Regions from separate parts of the Gossypium hirsutum genome. Here region 2 is linked to region 1. The links are chromatin contacts, called in public Hi-C maps. All regions are on one chromosome and are shown on one strand. The core of a region is the stretch at or near the end of the contact, and the rest is flanking DNA. Distances in the headings are between cores, read along the strand shown.

The links. A called contact is a pair of places that touch in the nucleus more often than the background predicts.
Region 2: a contact with region 1 is called in a Hi-C map of leaf, with 2.2 times the contacts expected there. The contact joins the promoter of LOC121210003 here to the promoter of LOC107913371 in region 1. A contact is called at or near these places in 9 of 34 Hi-C or Micro-C datasets (callus, hypocotyl, leaf and 1 more).

What each region holds. Positions count from the first base shown.
Region 1 is chrA11:35,301,424-35,306,872 of Gossypium_hirsutum_v2.1, forward strand. LOC107913371 (RNA-binding protein L) reads right to left here and starts at 3,426. Exons shown (of 10, transcript XM_016841937.2): 1 at 2,938-3,426; 2 at 2,799-2,861; 3 at 2,529-2,613; 4 at 2,341-2,406; 5 at 2,051-2,123; 6 at 1,817-1,862; 7 at 1,210-1,292; 8 at 1,074-1,143; 9 at 509-594; 10 at 66-420. The coding sequence starts at 3,309. The coding sequence ends at 378.
Region 2 is chrA11:35,819,028-35,824,322 of Gossypium_hirsutum_v2.1, forward strand. LOC121210003 reads left to right here and starts at 2,920. Exons shown (of 4, transcript XM_041082062.1): 1 at 2,920-2,982; 2 at 4,352-4,419; 3 at 4,504-4,573. The coding sequence starts at 2,920. LOC107901651 (protein RER1A) reads right to left here and starts at 1,138. Exons shown (of 4, transcript XM_016827730.2): 1 at 528-1,138. The coding sequence starts at 898.

The DNA.
Region 1 (5,449 bases), core at 2,176-4,675:
CATTTAAATTTAATCCAAATCCACCTGTACACAAAGACACAGATATATGCTTTTTACAGTTTAACTGGACACTGAAATCATCATCTGCTATTATTATTACAAAACATTCCACCAAAAATTAGAGTTCTAATTAGGGAGAAAGGAAGAAATTCCTTAAAAACCTTGCTAGCTATATGACATGAACAACAATAATAATAATGCTTTTTAAGGGTCAAAGTAGTTATAATTTAAGTGGAGGCCAAACCAAAACTGATCTTAAACTTGTAATACTTGGTTATTATACTACAAATAAGAAATTTTGAGGATATGAAGGAGTTGGCTTGCCAGGCAGTTCTTCTGCTGTCACTATTGCAAACCAATCTCTGCTTCAATACCGTTTATTTCCGTTTCCTTCGCAATCCCATCCGGGATTTCGCATATCTGGATTGATCATTAAGCAAAACCTAAGAACACAGTAGAAGAAATGCAATGCAATTGAAAATGTATAATGCTGATAATCAAAGGATACTCCAAGCGCATGCCGTCTCCGGCTGGTGATGAGTATAGAATTGTCCCTTGCAGAGAGTTGATTGCACCAGTTGAACAAGCAGTATCCTATAAACAGCATTGCATGTTAAGATTGTAAGTTAGCTTCTTTATAGGTAAAGAAAAAAAATACTCATTCATCACTCCTACTTGCAATGCTAAGAGAAGCGGAGATCATTTGTTCATGCAAATTACAGAGGTTCACAAATTAATGAGCTTTATGCATTCAAACGCCGTATGTCAAAAACCGGAACTTAAATCTGGCCCAAATCACATAGATTGAAAATTGGTCTCACTTCTTCACAACAGCCAACAAAAGGAAAAAAGATGGCCTTTCCGAAAATACACAAAGCCTATCCCTTAAGCCATAACTAGATGAAGTATAACACTTGAGCACCTTGCACATTAAGCTAGAACAAGTGCATTATTCTTATTTATCAAATAGAACTGCTAGTTTTTTCTCAAGTATTTTAGAGAGAGAGAGAGAGAAACGAAGCAAACAAAGAAGCGAATAGACACAACATAGAAACAAGAGAGGAATTACGTACCTGGAAATCAACAAATGCAACTGGAGCTCCATACGTACTCTGCATTTTCAACTTCAGAAACCCAGGGCATCTGACAGAAGAAACAGAAAGTTATACACAATGAGCATATTTTATATGGCAAACTATCTCCTTTTACCTTGAAAATACTTGAATTAGTTCCTCTTCTGTACAACTTGCCCCTAGATTAGCCACAAAAAGTGTCGGACATGGGCTAGCACTCTGCAAAAGTGAGAGACTGTAGAATTATTTTGCTAATGTATATGAGAAAAAAGGGCACTCTAATAATACTTTGCCTAACAAGTTAAGTTTCATTGATAAGATTCACTAAATGATTGAAAAATGCAACCTTTTACTGAACACTTAGTTTGTTTCTCTTCAAGGTTTATTTATTAACAGGCTCAAATTATTTCAATTGCAACCATGATTTGTTAGTCCGGGTTTATCCTTCTACACTAGAATTCTTTCAGGAGCCCTATGGGCTGCCAAGAAGAAGAAAATGGGGTGATAACAAACTAGGTGACAGTGCTATGAACGTGCCAGCTAAATTTACATCTAAATGAAAGATCTGATAACTATTATTTCCTAGGTAGGATGCTTGGTGACAAAAAAACAAATGACATTTTAACCAGGAAAGATCTAGAGACTGTTCCCCATAAAATCCCAAACAAAAGGAAAAAAATACATGGCAACTCACTGATGTATTTTTATTCACAAGTTCAAGCAAAAAGATAGAAGCATTTTACCGATTTCATAGCTGTGGACTCAGCATTGGCATCAACATTTCCCAAACTGAACGGTTGCAAAAAAAAAAAAAAGTATTAGAGAAGCAAAAATCTCAAAAGAAAATCCTTTACTTCAACACTGGGGAGCAGGGCATGAGCCCTAGACCTTTCATTTAAAGTAAACTATGATGTGCTAAGTCATCTAGAAGCAATCACTTCCAAGGAATAAAAATGTGCTCAAGTAGTGCAGATGACCTTTGTGCAGGTGGATAACGAATCATGCTGTAAGCAGAATTACCCATTCCAGACACGTGAACGCTTCCAAAACCTGCTAGTGTCCAAGCGTGTAAAACATGTGCAATGTGAGCTTTAGGCGAATGTGTCCTCCATGTGAGTAACTAATTTATACTTCAAGTGTAACATCATATGAACAATAGACAACATGGATTGAGTAACTTAACCACATCAACCAGCAATGAACACAAAGCTTAAAAGATTGTGGGAACACAAAAAAGTCCAAGCAGAATTCTAGGAGATTATCTTACACGAATCACTGGTAGACCTCGAAAATGATCCCCTCGATTTCTTATTAGAGCCAGTCCATTCTTCATCTATTTGCCATAACCAAACCAAGTATACATTATTCACTATTCAGGTTCAAATTGTTTCAAACATACAGATGATCATATTGCTGAAAATTAAATTAAAAACAAGAAACAGAACAGGCATCAACCTGTTCTAGGGTGCTTTGATCGGGAATTTGATTTCGCAAAATCAATGAACAAAGTTGATCCTTTCTCAAGATCAAACACCATTCCCTGTAAAACAAGGTGCCAAAAGATGGGGCTCTCAACCGATTTCTAAAAGAATTTCCAATGCCAATTTGGTACTTATAAACAAATTCAACTATTCAAAAAATTACCATAATAATTAATCATTTATAATAAAAGTTACGAGTTCGGAGTAGAAATTCCAAATATGATAAAAGCATAGAAGTTCTTACATTAAGCGCCTGCATCGCGGCGAGCGCAGACTGTTGGTCGGAGAAGACAGCAAAAGCGAACGGCTACAACAACCCCAACCATACAATGTCAACGATTATAAAAAATGAGATTCTTAGAATTAATTTGAGAACAGAGGACCTGAGAATTTTGGCAGGTATTGGGGCTCCGAAGATGAGATGATTCATAACCGGGAAATTCGCGGAAAATATTGTAAATCTCGCGGGGCTTAATGTCTTCGGGAAGGCCGGCGATGAAGAGGGTCCGAACGGAGTCATGAGAAGAATAAGCAGCGAGGTGAGGAAGGGAATATGAGGCGAAAGGGGGTGGTGGGGGCAGCGGAGGTTGTTGGTGGGGGATGTAGGAGTGGTAATGGAGGGCAGGGGCAGCAGCACCAGGAGGAGGAGGAGGTGGAGGCGGCGGCGTCACAGCAGGTGGAGGGGTTTGGTAGTAAGGGTAGTGAGGAGGGAGAAGGGCTGAGGGTGGAGGATAGTAGGCAGCCATGTCGTCCATAGCTTTTTTCTTTTGGTCAAATGGCACCGGCCATTGTTAATGTTATTCCCTGTGTTTGTGTCCTAATAATAATAATAATCCAATTAACTAAATTCTTTTTTAGACCTAAGCAGCAGAAAGACAATGTTGGATGTCTCAAATATTTAATATATGAACTCCTATGCCTTAAAATTACAAGTAAAACCATATTCCAATCTTTATTATTAGTTCATGGATCCCACTTAAACCATGAACTTTTATTATCTTCTTAATGTTTAATTGAGTTTATTTCATAAATTTTATTTATGTTTTAGTGTTAATTAATTTTAATTTATTTAATTAAGTTTAATTGTTAATTTTGTATATTAAGGAATATAAATTTATGTTTAATTAAGATGAATGTGGTAAATATTTATTTTGAATATTATTTAGATGAGTAAGTTGAAACATGATTTAATTTGATAAAAATTGAAGGATTAAATTGTAAAATTTGTAAATTTTCGAATTCTAAGGGTTTGAGTAGTGAAATCTGAAACATTGAATAGTAACTAAATTATATGATTATGGAATATGAAAATTTGGAAAGTTAAGCATGAAATAGTAATGTTTGAAACAATAGGGGTTAAATTGTAAACATTTCTAAACTTGAGTTTTAGGACTAATTTACATTGTTTGAGATTTTACAATTTTGAAAAATAGAATATGAAAGCTTAATTGTTCAAAAATCAATGGCTATTTTTTGAAAATTTTAGTTGTAAGTACTAAATTATAAAACCTAGAAATTTTAGAAAAGGGAAAATTTTATAAAATTGTACAAAACGAGGTTTAGGACTGAATTGTAGAATAAGAAAATCTATTTTTGAGGAATTAAATTGTAGACTAGTAAAAATTTGGATTTTTTGGATTAAATTGTAAAAAATATAAAATTAGAATATAAGAGATTGTTTTCTTTGACAGTGAGGAGAACTTCTCTTTTGTTGCTCTGAAAGCTTCCTTTTTTGTTTCTTTGACAATGAAGATAGTGAACAGAGCCTTATCAGTTTGAAAAATGTCTTACGGAAAAAAATTTAGTTAGACATTTTCCTTAAAAAATTTTTTGATTTTATCCTTTTTTTGGAGAATAATTTCCTGTAAAAAAATAAAAATATTTTACGAAAAATATTTACATGTAAACAAATTGACCTTAAATAAAAATAATTCTAAAATTATTAAATGTTAACATACTACACTTATTTAAATAAGTCCTTATACTATTTTTTGTAGCTAAATAAATAGAATCTAATCTATAATTTTTAGCATTTGAATATTAACAAAAAAAATATTTACATTTTGTAAATAATTTAATAAAAAATAATTTATCAAGGTGAGACTCGAATTTAACATCCCACAATATTTATAAAGATAATATTATAAAGAAAAATTGTAGATGATAGACTAATTTTAAGAAGTTAAATAAAAATAAACATATCCATGAGTTGAGCAACTTTTTTGATTTAATAGGTTTGGTTCAAACTCGGGTAAGGATTTTCAAACTTCAAACCAGCCTAGCTAGGCCTAGTTTTAATTTTAAAATTAAATAAAAGAAATTTAAATTTAAATTTTATTATAAAATATATTATAATTACTATGAGAAATAATATAATTTCTAGTCTTTAAACTTGATAACAACTAAACCCACTTTGATATTTGAACTTAACAAGTAGATTTATTTTGACCACTAAACTTAAAAAAATATAAAAATTTGCTAACATGCCCCTCTAATATTGTGCGACATTATTATTTAAAAATTAAAACAAAAAATTCAAATTATAACATACAATCTCAAAATATTACATAACCAAGTCAATGGTTAAACTAATCAAATCATTATTTCGCAATTCAATCAACTCGATGAGTTCAATTAGTAGACCAACAAAAGATATTAAATAAAAAAAATTATTAAATCGATTTAAACTATTCATCTACTAATTTTTATCCTAATTTTTAATTTTTATTAATTTTGAGCGAATTTCAAGTTAATTGATTTTACCTTTGGTTTGAGCAACCGATACAATCTTGTCGCAAACACACTACCAAATTTAAAGATTACCAAATTCATGTAAAAGAGTAGAGGAACCTAAATACCAAGTTCATCCCTTACTAGTAATTTTAAAATATTTCA
Region 2 (5,295 bases), core at 1,670-4,169, 520 kb after region 1:
CCATTAACATGATGGAAGGAAAGGAATAAAGACACTGAAATGTGCCGCTGTAGAATATCATACCCTTCCCCAGGGGAAACAACTGAATGGTATTTTTGTTCTTATTTCATCTATTCCAGATTCCTCTTTTTTCTTTGAAAATGTAAACGACAGTAGAAATTTCTAATCATTTGTGTTTACCAGCCTTGTTCAATATACTTCAATATTAAATTCTTCCCCCACACGCTCAGGCATAATGAATTTTCATGCAAGAAAAGCTTACTTTATCAAATTCCCCTAACAAATTAACCATGCCGGGTTCGAGTCAATACTGAATAAACTATCCTAAATTTGGAACAGTACAAGGAAAAGGAAAAAAAGAAGAAGCAGAAACAGACCTTCGATCTAGCAAGTTTCTTAATCGCAGAATAAGTTATTCTGTTTCTCATGATAGAAAATTCAAGAGAATGAGACTAAATTTGAATTATTTGTAGACTTAATCATCGATCAAATCATAACCGACAATAATGAAGAGTGAGATGGCGAACCAGAATTTGAACTCGGGGAGTCGGCGAACGAAAGGGCGAAACTCATCGGATCCGCGGGTGGGGAGCGATGGGCCATCCTGCATCTCGGGGTCCACTTGAGGAGAAAGGAACCCCATCAGGAGATTCAGCAAGTAGATGCCGAGGCCGTAGGTGATGATGTAGAAACCCTGCACAAAGTAGACGCGTACGGCGTAGATCAGCACCAGCACCAGACATGCTATCCAGCGGTGCAGAATGTGCGGGACAGTCTTGTCCAGAACATGCTGGTACCGACGCGACACCTCGAAGCTCCACCGCGATACAGCGGTTGCAGGAGACGATTGGGATAGATCGTCACCATCTAGGCCACCGCCGGTTGGTCTGGTCTCCATCGGGGGGCCTAACTAACAATAAAGAAATAAGTACAAAGCCTCTTCGTTTTCCTTTTCGCCGAAACAAGTTTGTTCCTTTCAGTTTTTTTCCCCTGAAACAATAGTGTCTTCTAACAAACTACAAATCTTTTAGCGGCCTTAGCTTAACCTCCGAAGGCATATATTGCTATCAGCTGGATCTAAAATATTGGGTTGGGATAACGAAAGATGCTTGAAATTGAACTGGACCATACTTTTCAGAACCCAAAACTTTAATAATAACTCGATTATTAATGTCCTCTAGATTAACAAAAGTATCACTTGAGGCCATAGCTTCATACTCTGCCCTTTTATCATTTAATTTCTTCTAATAAATCAATTAAAGAGTTAGAAACAAAATATATAATCAAGCAAATGAAATATAACTTGGCATTATTTGCATTACAAACGACGAATTAAACCATTATAATTAAACATGATAAATATTTAAAATAATTCAAATTTATTACTTTTCCATCTTTCCACTCTACTCTTTCCATCCTTCTACTTCCCCAACCAATCAAACATACCCTAAATATGATTGAATGCAATTTTTTTATCAGTCAACAGTGCAACTTTGCATCTCTCAACCAGCTACAATGCATGGCAAAGGAAACATACAAGACCAACTTACTGAAAATAAACATATAACAATGGTATAGCAAAGGATACGACAAAGAAGCTTCACTGTAGCTTTCTGCTTCTTTTATGCCTTTTCTTTTCTTTGGTAATAGGGACTGCCTTGGTTTCCTTTTATTATTTGGGCAGAGAACTATTGATTTGAATAATTGATACTAGTCATGGAGATTGATAATATCACCATGGTTTCTTTTTCCTTTTAGCAAATGATGCCATGCATAAGTGAAGTGAACTTCTAAAGAGGCCTATTTTTTATTGGTGTCTAGACTCTAGACAAGGCTCCTTTCACTCACTTGAAATTCATATCTAACAATTCAAGCATGTAGATTGTTGGAATATGTGTGTTTTTGCACTATCTCATGCATGAATATTAAGCTTTATTTACTAAATAAATTTAAGACGGTGCATTACCAAAGAGGGAAACTTCATGTAAATATTAATTGCCAATATTTCCAAATACTGGCAAACAGAAAGTAAGTTGTTTCTCTGCAAAAGAGACATGACCAGAAATTAGTGGAGATATATTACACAATCTAAAGTCAAAATAATTAATTAAAGACCATTCATTATTATCAATTTCTTCTAACTAGCAATGGTAGCCAATGAATTAATCTACAACGTGCACTATACAGCAAGTACATTTACCAATGATATGCAACAAAATAAGAATATTATTGTGTTAACATTGCTTGATTTATGGAACCACCTAACAATAACCTCCGCCGACACCAAATAGAAGCATTCAGTGTTTTGGAAGTATAAAGTAAACTAAACATTGCATACATGAACACAGAGCAGGCATTCAGGAAAAGGAAAAATATTTGAGATAGACTTTCATGAAATTTCTACCAAAACCAAAAAATTTCTTGTTATTCTCTCCTAAACAACTTATCAAACTTACCATATTATGAAACTTAAGTGAACCATAATAATTTAAGAAAGAACTATCAGATTTTTTAAAAGAAACAACAGTTACTTACATAGAGAGCTATTTGCAAGCACTGTGTGACTTCTCCAACTATATCATCATCAACAAATTGTGACAAAACATATATCATTTGCCAAGCACGTACTTTTTGTCTATGGGTCTGTTGAAATATGATAGGACAGATAATTAGCATTCCGATCAATCTAAAACATAGAATTAGAAACCTGAAGACAATGAAGAGAAAAGTATCAACTACCACGTTATACTTCTTATACAACTCTTTTGCAAGCTCCTTATCATTTAACAACATAAAAAATGAATGCCATGAGAACTAGAATCCAAACATTTTCTAAGGAGAATTTTCTCCTATAAATAAATGCAGAAAAGTAGAATGTACTTTCTTTTTAAGAAATTTTGGATTGAAAATCCTTTTGCAATGGACAGAGCAGCATCGACGGAGGAGACAAAGATCAATGGCAAATGCACTGTCGACGGTGAGGCAATAGACGGATGACTTGATAGACAACCAGTAGCAGACGGATGGGAAAGAAAAAAATAAGTTAGGGAATTAGGGAAAAATTAAGTTAGAGATTAGAGGAATAAGGGTTGGGGGGTTAGCTATCAAAACTGCATCATTTCAATATAAATTAAAAAATATTCGCAGCGTTGGGCAAAAGCTGTTATTGCTTTACCTTTAGCGGCGTTTATGAGAAAAATGCCTCTATTGTTTTTAACATTTTGCGGCATTTATGAGAAAAACACCACTAACGCTACTCTCATAGGTGTACCTTTAGCGGCGTTTATGAGAAAAATGCCTCTATTGTTTTTAACATTTTGCGGCATTTATGAGAAAAACACCACTAACGCTACTCTCATAGGTGTACCTTTCGGCGCGTAGCAGAAAATGTCGCTAAATATGTACTATTTGCGGTGCTATTTCTACAAACGCCACTATATATCGACTTATTGCGGCATTTTTTGGTTAGCGCCACTAATGGTATATATTTGTGGCATTTTTCAATACAATCGCCGTTAAAAGTTTGACCTTTACAGCGTTTTCGATCCAAACGCCACTAAAAGCTTAATTTGCTGTAGTGATGCTTAACTTGTCTGCCTTATAACTTATGAACTAACAGTTTAAAATTAAAATCGTGAATTGTTTGTTTCGTAAATTTGTCTGCCTTGTAAATTTGCCTATTTAGCCAAATTAAAATCGCCTTGTAACTTGTTTGCCTTGTAAATTTGGCTATTTAGCCAAATTTTCCTATCTCAGGTGTCCCGAACTAATTCTGAATATAAAGCATGCCTAAGTACATTTTCTTTTGAGTTTTTTGTTCTTTTTTCTTTTGCATTTTTGTTTTGTTACTTGAGGACGAACAACAAGTTAAATATGGGGGAATTTGATCTACCATAATTCGTGGTGAAAAATTAAGTTCTTTCCGACATTTAATGACCTTGTTTTCGACATAATTTAGTATTATTTTGATTAGTTTTATATTTTAGACTTTAATGTTTAATTTTGGTCAAATAAGTATTTTTACACATTTTTAGGTGCTTCGATGACCCATTAAACCAATTTTAGCCTAAGGTATGACTTATGGCCTACCTAAGTGTGCAAGATGTTGTTTCAGTCTAAGGAACACAAGGGACGACTTCAGTATCATGACACCAACATGCAATGTCGCAACACCAAACATCGAAGTTACTAGGGATGAAACAGAGGCAGCATCGCGATGAGAGGGGCTTTGACGTCGTGACAATGCGACATAAACTTGGATAAGTGAGGTTACATTTTGGCAACCAATTAGGGTTTCTTTGTCCCGTCAAATCCTACTTGCTTCATGGGTATTTAGCTGTGAAATAAAAAGGCTGCTGATAGCAAAGAGGAAGATTTAACTGGTGCTAATTTGGCCGATGACAAGGGTGATGATTTCTTGTTTGTGTCAATAAGTAAAAGCTCCGAGCTTACATCCGAGTGGATCCTAGATTCGGGGTGTACTTTCCACATGTGTCCCAACAGGGACTGGTTTTTCACATACAATTCAGTTGAAAGTGGAGTTATGCATATGAGGAATGGTTCACCCAATAAGGTAATTAGTATTAGTACTATTCAGCTCAGGATACACAACGGAACAATTAGGACACTGTCAGATGTCAGACATGTGCCTGACGTAAAGAAAAATTCATCTCCTTGGGAAATTTAGACTTTGAAGGGTTGTAGAATTAACATCGAGTCAAGCGAAATTAAGGTATCCCATGAGGCTCTCGTTTTGATGAAAAGTAAAAAAATTAGCAGTCTTTATGTTTTGAAAGGATCAATGGTGACTGGTGAAACAAGACGTCCTTCATCTGTTAAGGAATCGAAGTCGACTTGTTTGAAGCGGAAACAACTTGGTCATAGAAGGGAAAAATGTATAATCGTTTTGTATAAGAGAGGTTTTCTTTTGGATGCGGGTTTTGAAAAGATAGGTCATTGCATTCATGGAAATCAGACTCGGGTCAATTTTGATTTGGTAGTGCACAAGTCGAAGACTAGAAGTCTTCCAACTTCGAAGCACAGCTTCGAATCAATTAATATCATGCATAGTTTGATATATACCTGTGGCAAGCTTTGGCAAAGAATGAGTTGTGGAAATACGAGTAAAGGTGGATATTTTTGGAGTATGCCTCACATTTTTTGTCGAAACAAAATTGACGTCCTTACGAGGAAGAGGTGTCGTCTCGATGATGCGACCACCGATGTCTTGATGAGAAGAGACATCTTGTCCCAACAACACAATGAAAGGCATCTCGAAAAGGCAGCAGCCATGTC